Regions from separate parts of the Zea mays genome. Here region 2 is linked to region 1. A link is a contact called in public Hi-C data. All regions are on one chromosome and are shown on one strand. Each heading gives the region's core, a stretch centred on a gene start, on an enhancer-like site or on the middle of the called end of the contact. The rest is flanking DNA. Distances are from core to core; before and after follow the strand shown.

Evidence for each region. Hi-C and Micro-C count contacts between places; a contact is called where the count stands out from the background.
Region 2: a Hi-C map of leaf shows a contact between it and region 1, with 5 times the contacts expected there. The contact joins the promoter of LOC103626029 here to the promoter of LOC100279806 in region 1. A contact is called at or near these places in 8 of 25 Hi-C or Micro-C datasets (bundle sheath, ear, endosperm and 2 more).

What each region holds. Positions count from the first base shown.
Region 1 is chr5:16,037,287-16,042,564 of Zm-B73-REFERENCE-NAM-5.0, reverse strand. It overlaps LOC100279806, which reads left to right and starts at 3,153. Exons shown (of 7, transcript NM_001384183.1): 1 at 3,153-3,511; 2 at 3,649-3,725; 3 at 3,903-4,037; 4 at 4,538-4,592; 5 at 4,733-4,820. The coding sequence starts at 3,240.
Region 2 is chr5:16,264,184-16,269,461 of Zm-B73-REFERENCE-NAM-5.0, reverse strand. It overlaps LOC103626029, which reads right to left and starts at 3,231. Exons shown (of 2, transcript XM_008646414.4): 1 at 1,810-3,231; 2 at 912-1,697. The coding sequence starts at 1,930. The coding sequence ends at 1,036. It overlaps LOC100285983, which reads right to left and starts at 4,811. Exons shown (of 2, transcript NM_001413950.1): 1 at 4,584-4,811; 2 at 3,556-4,494. The coding sequence starts at 4,432. The coding sequence ends at 4,142. It overlaps LOC541714 (5-methyltetrahydropteroyltriglutamate--homocysteine methyltransferase 1), which reads left to right. Exons shown (of 14, transcript NM_001301656.1): 12 at 1-37; 13 at 127-255; 14 at 336-933. The coding sequence ends at 704.

The sequences.
Region 1 (5,278 bases), core at 1,904-4,403:
GCTGTGGTCTGGACATCCTGTCCTTGGTGGCCTTTGTTTCAGGACAATCTCTTGTTGGGTGCGCGCAGTCCTCGCCATGAAAGAATCTGCGTGGCTGCTGCGTCCGTCCCCGGCCTCTCCCTCTGGTGCCATTGCCGTGGCCTTGGGGGGGATTCTTGACGTCGGACGGTTTCTCCGGCTGGGTGCTGATTGGCTATGTTGTGCACCTATTGTTGGCTTCGGCTGTCCCGACCGGAGTCTGGCTGCGAAGGCCTGGTCTAGGTTCTGCTGGATTGCGAAGGGTCCTTAGGCTTCCTCTGAGATTCGACCTTTCATTGATGTAACTCTTCGGACCTATCATACTTCTCGAATAGCTGGTATAGCTCTTGGAGATTTTCGGGTGGGTCCCTGATGCAGTGATTGTACAGGACACCATCCCGAAGGCCACTGATGGCGTAATGGATTGCGATGTGGTCATCGACCGATGGTAGTTGAGACTTGAGGGTCAGGAACTTTCTGTAATACTCCCGAAGAGTTTCCTTCTCTTGCTGCTTGCAGAGTGACAGCTCGGCCAAGACGTCAGTATCGGGTCGGTACCCTTGAAAGTTGAGTAGGAACTTGTCCCGGAGTCCTTTCCAGGAGTCGATGGACAGTGGTGGTAATCTGGTGTACCAGGTCAGGGCCGGGCCTTCGAGCGCGATGATGAAAGATTTGGCCATCGTGACGTTGTCCCCTCTAGACGATGCGACGATGACTTGGTAGCTCATGATGTATTGTGCTGGGTCAGTGCTGTCGTTATACTTGGGGTAGGTGCCTGCCCTGAAGTTGGCGGGCCAAGGTGATGCTTGGAGCTGCGGTGCCAGGGGGCTACGCTCATCGAGGTAGTTGATCCCTTGGAAAGCTGTGGCATGCAGTATGAAGGGCCCACGCTATGGTATAAATAGGTCTCTGGCTGGGACGCGCTGCTGTAGGGGCGGTCCGTGCTGCAGACTATGCTGGCCTTCGCTCTGCATGAGCGCGATTTCTTGCTCGAGCTCCCGAGCTCTCTGTTCCTCATCTCGTATCATCTGGCGCACTTTGGCCTGGACGGTGACACGTTGGCACTTGGCCTCGAGGGTGTCTTTCTGCTTTTGTAGGTTGTGGTTCTTGATACGTAGGGCCCACAACTGTAGCTGGTCTTCAGCTGATATGCCGATGACCTCGTCGTCCTCTATTGCGTCTTCACCCTCTGTTGGAGCGAAGCCTGGTGGTGGTGCTTGCGGTACGCCTCCGGAGCTGCAGGTGCACAGGGTGCCTTCTAGAGTGGGGTGGTCTTGGCGCTGTCTTTTGCTGACAGCTTCATCTTCGAAGGCTTTTTGGGGGGGTGTTGTTCGCGAGGGCCTTGCCTTTTTTCTCAGCCAGCAGCGCTGCCTTCGCTGCTTCGTCGATGGATGGGTCTGCCTTCGAACTAGCTCGCTTGGGGGCCATCGCGGGTTGTTTTTCGTAGCACGAACGGTGGGCGCCAAATGTTAGAACCTGCTCTCCTAGGCAAGTAGATCCAACGGGGAAGTGGAAAGAGACCGAGCAAAGTTTAACGTGAGATGGCAAAAGCTCTGTTAATCTGGCCACGCAAGGGCACTGTACGGGAGTATTTATAGGCACTCGAGTGGCCACCCGTCCTTTGTCAAAGACGTTTATGTCCTCGAGTACCCGGTCTATCCCCAGAATATTCCCACAAGAGGAATTACAGTCTGTCATTACAGAAAAAGCTATTACAGACGTGGCACGTAACAAGTTTACCCGCGCGGGGCCTGTCGTAGCGGGCCTAATCCTACTTGGGCCTCTCGACGCGGTGAGGACGTGGGCCCCGTAGACTTCGACGGAGCCTTCGGCTTGCAACGGAGAGAGCGAAGGGGGGCCGAGCCGGTCCTCATTTAGGCGGCGCTCGCGGCTTGTTCGGGCGTGCTGTGGATGTAGACATCGTCGATGAAAGGAGGCGACGAAGACTTCGAGTGAAGGGTAGCGCGTTCGCCTTCACCCCAACAGCGTACATAATTCTTCAGAGCTTTTCCAAGAAGCTAACCTAAATTGACCCTTAAACCAAGTAAAATAAGAATTACATCATCAGCTATCATAGACATGAAACCTCTGCTACATACTCATACATAATATCATAAATACTCATACATAATATCATAAGCTTGTACAGAAGGTAAAAATTATAGTTTGGATTCTTAAGTAAGGATAAGTGTCAACATTTGCCGAGCTTTTAAGAAATCAATTTTTATTTTTTAGCTAGGAAGAACCGAATTTCTGGTTTTTAAGAAACTGAGAATCTAATTTCTATAAACTGAGGTATAAATTGGTATGTTTGGAACCAACTCAATTTTTATAAACCAATTTCTTAAAAACTAGATGTTTTTAAATAGATCCATTATCTTTTAGCTAAGAGAGACCAGCTTCTTGTTTTTTAAGAAACTGAAAATCTAATTTATATAAACTAAATCATAAACTAGTATGTTTGGAACCACCTTCATTTCTATAAATTGGCATAAATACTATAGATAAACCGGAGCATTTTGCGTGATTTTGCTATTCTAGTTATTTGATCTCCTCCAAATGAAACCTATGCTAAAACAATTTACTGCTCTACTAGATTAGACGCTCGGCCATGGTGCATGCATGACCGTGACGGCCGGCCGGATCCGGCAAAGGCGTCGACGGACGCACGCCGGCGAGCGGAAGTGCACAAGTGATGCACCGAAGACTGACCACCGGCCTCCAGCATCTCTGTTCCGTGCATTGGTGCGTGTCCATCGTCGATCGTTCTGCCCGGCCTTCTTCCCCGTCGACGTCATCTGGTCTCGCTCCAGACTCCCAGCGCCGATGGGCGATGGCCCTGCTAGCGATGCACCAATGCACGCAGCACGCCAGCCAGTTTTGGGGCAGGGCCGGGGACAGAAAAGTCCGCCAATCCGGAGAGTGACTCGCCGTCGCCGTCGCCGTCGGTTATACTCCGGTCACTGGTCAGTTAGCCAACGCCTGCAGTTCCTTTATTTTCGGCCCAAGGCAAGAAGCCGTCCGGTCCGTGGTAGCCGATGACGAATGACGGCGCAAGAGGCAAGATGGCGGATCTCGGCCGAACTGTGTTCCCGCAAGCAAAGCGACCCAACAGCACCTTATCCCCTCGTTAACACCTCCCCACATCTCGTTCCTTGTCCTCTCCATTTCGAGCTCAAGCTCAATCACTTCGGATTGGCGGCGGGCACGCGCCGGACGAAATGGAAGCGGCACCATCCGCCCGCGCCTTCTCCCCGTCCTCGTCTCCCTCCGCGGGGGCTAGACCCAGCCTTCCCCTCGCGGGCCTGGCCTCGCGGCGCGCCCGGGTGCTCGCGGCGCCGCCCCCGCCCCGCGCCGTCGCCTCCTCCCGCGCGCCGCTGGTGGTCTCCAGCCCGCCACCGCCGGAGGACTCCGGCACGCACAACCCCGCGCACGCCAAGGTCGACCGCTCCGGCCGCTTCTGCAGCCCCCGCGCCGCACGGGAACTCGCGCTGTGAGTCCCGGCGTTTCCCCAGCTTCAGCTCCTACGTACTTCGGTTTATCTTCTTCTGTGCTGCGTTGGAGTTGGGCTTCGGCTGTGGTTCTTTGCTGCTGGAGGTGAAACCGCTGCTTCCGCGTCTCGTGTCGCAGGATGATTTCCTACGCCGCGTGTCTGGAGGGAACCGATGTTGTCCGGCTCTTCGATCGCAGGATCAGCGCAAGGCGAGGTCAGGATTCTTCCCCCCAGCGCCTCTTCTTCGTGCATTTGTTTCAAGGATCAGCTCGTCGATTTGCTTGGTTGAATACCTCCTTGCATCAGTGAAAACTCATGGGTTCCTGGCGTTCCACGGATACATTTTACTTGCTGTTTGTCCTCTTATTTCGGTTTCAACACGCTTGCTCAGAACCCGGGTTTGTTTTCAACAAGGCATGCCTATTGAATTACAACCATATGAGCTTTGGCGGGGGACCGCTCGAGGTTGGAACGGAGCAGGAGGCTGAGAAGCTGGCCAGTCAGAACGATAAGGATTCAGCCAACGGTAACATTCCACGCAACTTCTGGTTCAAGATTGTACTACCTCCATTATCGAATATTTGTCGACGGCTAGATCATTTTTGAAGTAAAACACGAGAAATAAAAAAAAGAATGGAGAAAGTATTATTCTACGAAGTACTCCTATATGTTAACGCGGTTACAGCTGAAATCATAAATTGCTGTTTGTAAATTTGGACATATCTCCATTTTTCTCTCCCAGGATTTTAAGATGGAACTCTATATATCCAGAAGCTTTTCAAAGCGCACAAGTTCAACGCTTAATTAGGTATAGTGGCCAATGCCTAGGTACCACCTAGTCAGGCTAGGTCGTCAATTGTCACTTTTAAGAATAGTGGTATAATGAGTTGAGCCTGAAAAATTCAACATCTTAAGTCTGTTGTGAAATCAACTGAGTAACGCACACATCTTTTTGTGTAAATATGTTCCAACAATGTTTGATTATTCTTCTGCAAAGAATTTGACATGTTTCCCTTCCATATTCAGAAGCAGATGTACTTTCAGCTCCTCCAAAACTTGTTTACAACAACTATGTATTACGGTATACCTTCCTTCTTGCCCCATTCCACTAAAGGCATTAGGTATTGACACACTGTTCTGATATATGATAGAATTTAATTTTCTGTTTAATATTTAGTCCTGCTGCTCTTACATTTCTGATTAGATGTTTTTCAAGTATAGGTTGTCCAGGGAACTTTTAGTGGCTGTTGCCAGTGGATGGGATAAGCATGTGGTTATCATCGACAAAATAATTCCCCAGGCTTGGAAGGTTAGATACCTTTTCCTAATCTTCTATGTTGATTCATCAATCCCTTCTACATGCATCACAGCATCAAACTATTTATATGTTCAGCAGTCTGGTTCAAACATGTACTTATTCTGTATATTACACCACTGTTTTTCACACTACACTGTACTAGTGAACAATCACTCTGATGCATACCAGAAGCTGTTTACAGTTTGGTTTGAACATATCCTTATTCTGTATATTACACCACTGTTTTTCATTGCACTGAAATAGTGAACAAGCACTATGATGCATAACAGAAGTGTATGACCATCAAGGATGATTTTCTGCCTTGTGTTTCAGCATGCAGTGAAATATTGAGATCTCACATTGTTATTTAATTATTTTAGACTAATGCCTTACCTTATTACGAATTAATTTTCTAGCATAGTTAATTAGTTATTTCTGTTTGCCACCCCAAGGATGAGGAAGTGATACAT
Region 2 (5,278 bases), core at 1,982-4,481, 230 kb before region 1:
AAAGGAGGTTGAGGATCTTGAGGCTGCTGGTATTCAGGTTTGTATCTACCAGTTCTGTAAGTTTGTTTTCTATCGTTGCAACAATATGTCCATGTGTAACAACACCTTTTTTTTTACTCTTTGCAGGTGATCCAGATCGATGAGGCAGCTCTAAGGGAGGGTCTGCCACTACGCAAGTCAGAGCATGCATTCTACCTGGACTGGGCTGTCCACTCTTTCAGGATCACCAACTGCGGAGTCCAGGACACCACCCAGGTATATTAGCCTTGAAATGTTTTGAGATACCTGAAATCTGTCTTTTATAATCTCTACTGACGGCCCCTTTTCTTGGATAGATCCACACCCACATGTGCTACTCCAACTTCAACGACATCATCCACTCCATCATCGACATGGATGCCGATGTGATCACGATCGAGAACTCCCGGTCTGACGAGAAGCTACTGTCCGTCTTCCGTGAGGGTGTGAAGTACGGAGCTGGCATTGGCCCTGGTGTCTACGACATCCACTCTCCTAGGATTCCCTCCACAGAGGAGATCGCAGACCGCGTCGAGAAGATGCTCGCCGTGCTCGACACCAACATCCTCTGGGTGAACCCTGACTGTGGTCTCAAGACACGCAAGTACACGGAGGTCAAGCCCGCCCTGACCAACATGGTCTCGGCCACCAAGCTCATCCGCACCCAGCTTGCCAGCGCGAAATGAGGTCGTTTGATAGCTCCATGGTCTGATAGCGCGGAATGAGCCAGTTGTTTTGAATAATTTGGGTGTTACCCCCTGTTCCATGGTGTTAGTGTTAGGTTAGCCTCTCATTGGTGAGATACGCCGTTTCAAGATGTGTTCTAAGTTTGGAGTGTGTGTTTTCCTTTGGGCTATGTTTCTGGGGGTATGTGTGTGCTTTGGTTATAAACAGAAATGAAATATGCAGTCTTCCAATTGTATCACCATCTGCATTGGCATGTCCTCCTTGCAGAGGGGAATGCCATTGCCGTGCTATTGCACATGATACATCATACATGTAGACATATAGTTGTTTTCACAGTAACGCTATATACAGGACAGTGGCACCAACCCCCACCAATGCAAGGACCAGGAGGAAGCTAAGAACACGCAGATTTCTGATCTTCCTCCACCACCTCCCGTCCTCACCCTTGCCATCACCATCGTTGTTCCTGGCTGCATTTTCAGTTGCACCACCGTCTCCTCCCGGTAAATCTTGTACGTTCATCGCTTGATCATGTCTCGGTTCCTCCATAGCCTGATGACGATCCTGTTTCTGCTCCTTGTCTTCGACCTTGCCGTTCCCTGCATCTTCCTGGGCGCTCCGCATGCTACCGTCGCTGCGGCCCGATGATCCACCCGCAGTGTCCGCCCTCATCAGCTCTTCAAGAGAATGTGCGCGCTCCGCAGGGTGACGCTCCTTCTGACTGTCCTTGGACGACGATGACGATCCCTTGGGCTTGGGCAGGACGACGGAGAGCTGGGCCCTCTCGGTGTCTAGCCTGGCCTGGATGGTGCCGGCGTCGCAGCTCCTGGGCACCGGGACCACCTTGAGGAAGCGCGCCCACCGGCCGCCGTCGGCCCTGCGCTCCCCGGTGACCTTCAGCCTGGGCGCGCCGTCGGGCTGGCGCCCGCCGGTGGCCTTCAGCTTCTTCCGCCGGACGCTGTACACGACCTTCAGCTCGTCCTTCTTGAACCCTGAATGGGTGGAAGAGAGACCGTTTGTTGTTCGTAAGGCGCATGCAGCCGCGCAGGCGACAGGTTCTCTGGTGCGACGTGCGGTCTCGCCGTATCGGCAGTGTTGCCTTACCTGACACGTCGACGACGAGGGTGTCCGCATCCTCCGTGCTCCTCCACTCGCACCGCGGGTCCACCGCCGTGTACACGCGGCGGCGCGGCGGTGGAAGCGGCGGCGCGGCTGCTGCCTGCATGATGGGGGGGCGCCTGTGCCGGAACGGAAGTAACTTGCGCGTGCTTTTCAGAAAGGTTTCAGTTTTAGTAGGAAGGACGGACGGACGGATATGAGTTACGACAGAGAGATGAGGGAGGGTAATCCAGCAGCGGATTTGGTGTTGCCTCCCAGACAGGTTATATGGTAAGTGTTGTTGCTAGGCAACTCCATGCTTTGCTTCAGCTAGTTGTCGATGTCTTGCTTCAGTTCCATTTTCACGGTGGTGTGCTTGAATTACTTATCTCAGATCAGACAGACAGCTGGTGCATGTATAATAATAATATTAACGAAAAGCTGTAAGGGCTTGTTCATTTCACCGTCAATCCATGCGGATTAGGTGTTATTGAGTCGGTTTAAATCCATAACAAGTCAGAATTCATTTCAATCTATTTCAACATATTTCGATCCACATATAATTGAAATAACAGAACAAGTCATAAATACGGTGCAGGCTGCGGAGCTGGGATCTGCGACTGGCGAGATGCACAGCTCCGTCGTCGGGGTCGTTAGCGTCGTCTCCGTCAGTGTACTACCACTACCAGGGACTAGACTACGAAGAAACCACGCGCCACGGCGATAGATGATCGACGGGATCCTCACCGTCAGCATCGACATGTCGACGACGAAGAGCAGGCAAATCATTTTCTTTTTTGGGGTCTCCGGTTCAGCTTACCACTAGGTCAATGAACTGAATCCGTCATGTCACAGTTTCCCTAATCCCTACCCTAAAAATTTAGGGGATCCTGTTTTCCTTTCCCTGACAAATCAGCTTAATTGACTTAGCGCTGTGTACTGAACACACGATGCTCAAGCTCCCCATTCCATACCATGCCCATTTTTCGTGTAATTGTGCTAAACTTTATACAGTACTAATAAAGTGTAAGTGCCAGGCACTACAGTTGACAGTTGTTGTTTCATACATATTCAATTTACTTAGAAATAGATGCAAACCTTCAATACTCACCACTGGTGGGCGGTGACCAATAATGTGTGCTTTGCTGTTCTTTCTGGAATCTGAGTTACATTCTAGAGCTCGGTCCATATCATTTGCACGGTTAACCTAAAAGTGCAATCTCCTTACTCAACCTTTGAAGTGTGCTAATGTACCAGACCATTTTTATTGCTGGACACTCGATTTCTTACATACAGAGTACCTCATAAAAAATACCATTCTATTTCTATGCAAACTGATGATGCATATACTATAAGACACAGTCACACTAGAAGATACAAATTACCGCCGCAGGACACTCACTCGATCCCAAACAGAGTGTGAAAAAACAATCAAAATACTCAATTTCAAAGCAACTCTAGAAGTAAAAACAAAATTCAGTAATTGATTAAAAGCGGCTCCTTATTTTAGTATGCGCATATACATATTGCCTGATTGCTTGTAAGTTTGTTTTCTGGCAACTGGGTGACTATTTCACTGTGTATTTAAGCCCGGTGCTGATACCATCCAACAGGCTACTGCAATTTTTTTTTTTGTTTACATCAGATTCCTACGTTTAAGGTAATAATGTGTAGAATGGATGTCGTGTCGTGTTAACTATTGTAAATCAGACAACTAAGTGGAAACAATCATCGGCGTTCATCAACACAAGAAACCGATATAAGCAATGCCAAATAGCATCGACACACAAAAAAAAACCCCGCAGAACATCCGTCCACAAACACAAAATTTGGTAGGATACCTATGGTTACATGCAACCTACACATTTGATTATAACACTACAAGAGAATTACGAATGAATTTAATAGTTAAATTCCAACAAAGGGCTGACACTGATATGAACACTCCACCTAAAAATGGTCAAGGAGGCAACGTAATCAAGGGACCAAACTGAAACTATGCAATCTCTGCTAAAAAAAACTCACTACATCTTCAGATATGCATAAGAAGACAGCAAAAACCCATCCACAAAATGCTAATAAAGCTACAGACGAAGTCAATCTAAGAGTGTAACCAGGCATATCGCCATCCTTTTAGTTAGATCATCATTGCAGATATAACTGATAAGTAGCGTGCAAGATTGCAAGCTAAATTTCAGCTACAACTGCATATTTTTAAGTACCAACCAAAACTGTCGAACACCTCTAGCTCTTTTATCATTGATTAGTTCTGCGAAATAAAACTTTAAATAGGTTTGAGTCAAATCGACAAAGAACACATATCGCTCCGAAAGATCGATTACTTGTTCTTCCCGGACTTCTTCTTTCCCCCTGCTGCCGCACCGGCGCTGACCTGGGGGCGCGGGTGGCGCTCGGCCTCGGCAGCGTCGAGCCACTTAAGCGGGTTACGGTTGAAGAAGGGCCAGTTGGGGACGGTGACGAGCGCTGTGAGCACGACGCCGCCGGCGTAGACGAGCAGCATGAGCTGGAAGTCCGCGCGCACGTAGCCCACCAGGAACGCCGCCACAGCAGACGCCACCAGCAGCACCTGCATCAGCATCTCCGCGCGCTTCTGCCCCAGCCAATCCATAATCCTCTGCCAGGAACCCGAGAAACAAAAGATCAGACTCAGATGGATCGGACCCAGTACACCTGAAATTGGATCAGATCCGATTACAAGTATCTTAAACTAGGGTTAGGGTGCTCGTACAGGAGGAACGGAAGAGGAGGGGTATGCGTACCAGGTGGTGCTCGTAGCCAGTGAAGGGCCCGAAGATGGAGCCTCAGGCCTGGGGCGCCGGCAGTCACCCAGTCGTCGCCACGAGAGAGAGAAGAGCGCAGGCGAGTGCTCGTTCAGTAGAACCACGAGAGAGACAGAGAGAGGAGGGGCAGGTAAGCGCATACCAGGATCTGGGCCTCCTGGGTCCGGGCCGTCGTGGAAGCTCATGGTCCTGCCCAGTTCTAAGATGGAAGCCTCGTAATCATGACCTCATGGGCCATAATCAGATGCCGGCATGGGCTAAAAAGAGGGCCTAGTTGACCAACTCGCGGATTCAGCTGGGTCGGCCAGTGGCCACCGTAATGTAGAGATGGCAACGAGTATCCGGAACCCGAATACTCCACGGGTTTTAACCGATATGAAGATAGATATAGGATAATTTCTTTACCCACGGATATATTAATATGCAACAACCTCTACGCGTTGGGTAGATGGATACGGGTTAGTACTACCCCTATCGCATCAATAAATATACCCGCATCAATAGCATTATAACCATCTAATAGAGCCTATCTTAGCTAAAATAAAAACCCTTCTCTAACTATCATTTGTCTAGCTACCAAGTTATGTAATCATTTGATTTGTTATATGTGAAGTTAAACTTGTTTTGTATGTTTATTTAATATTTTGAGTGATTAGTATATTAGAATTTAAGAC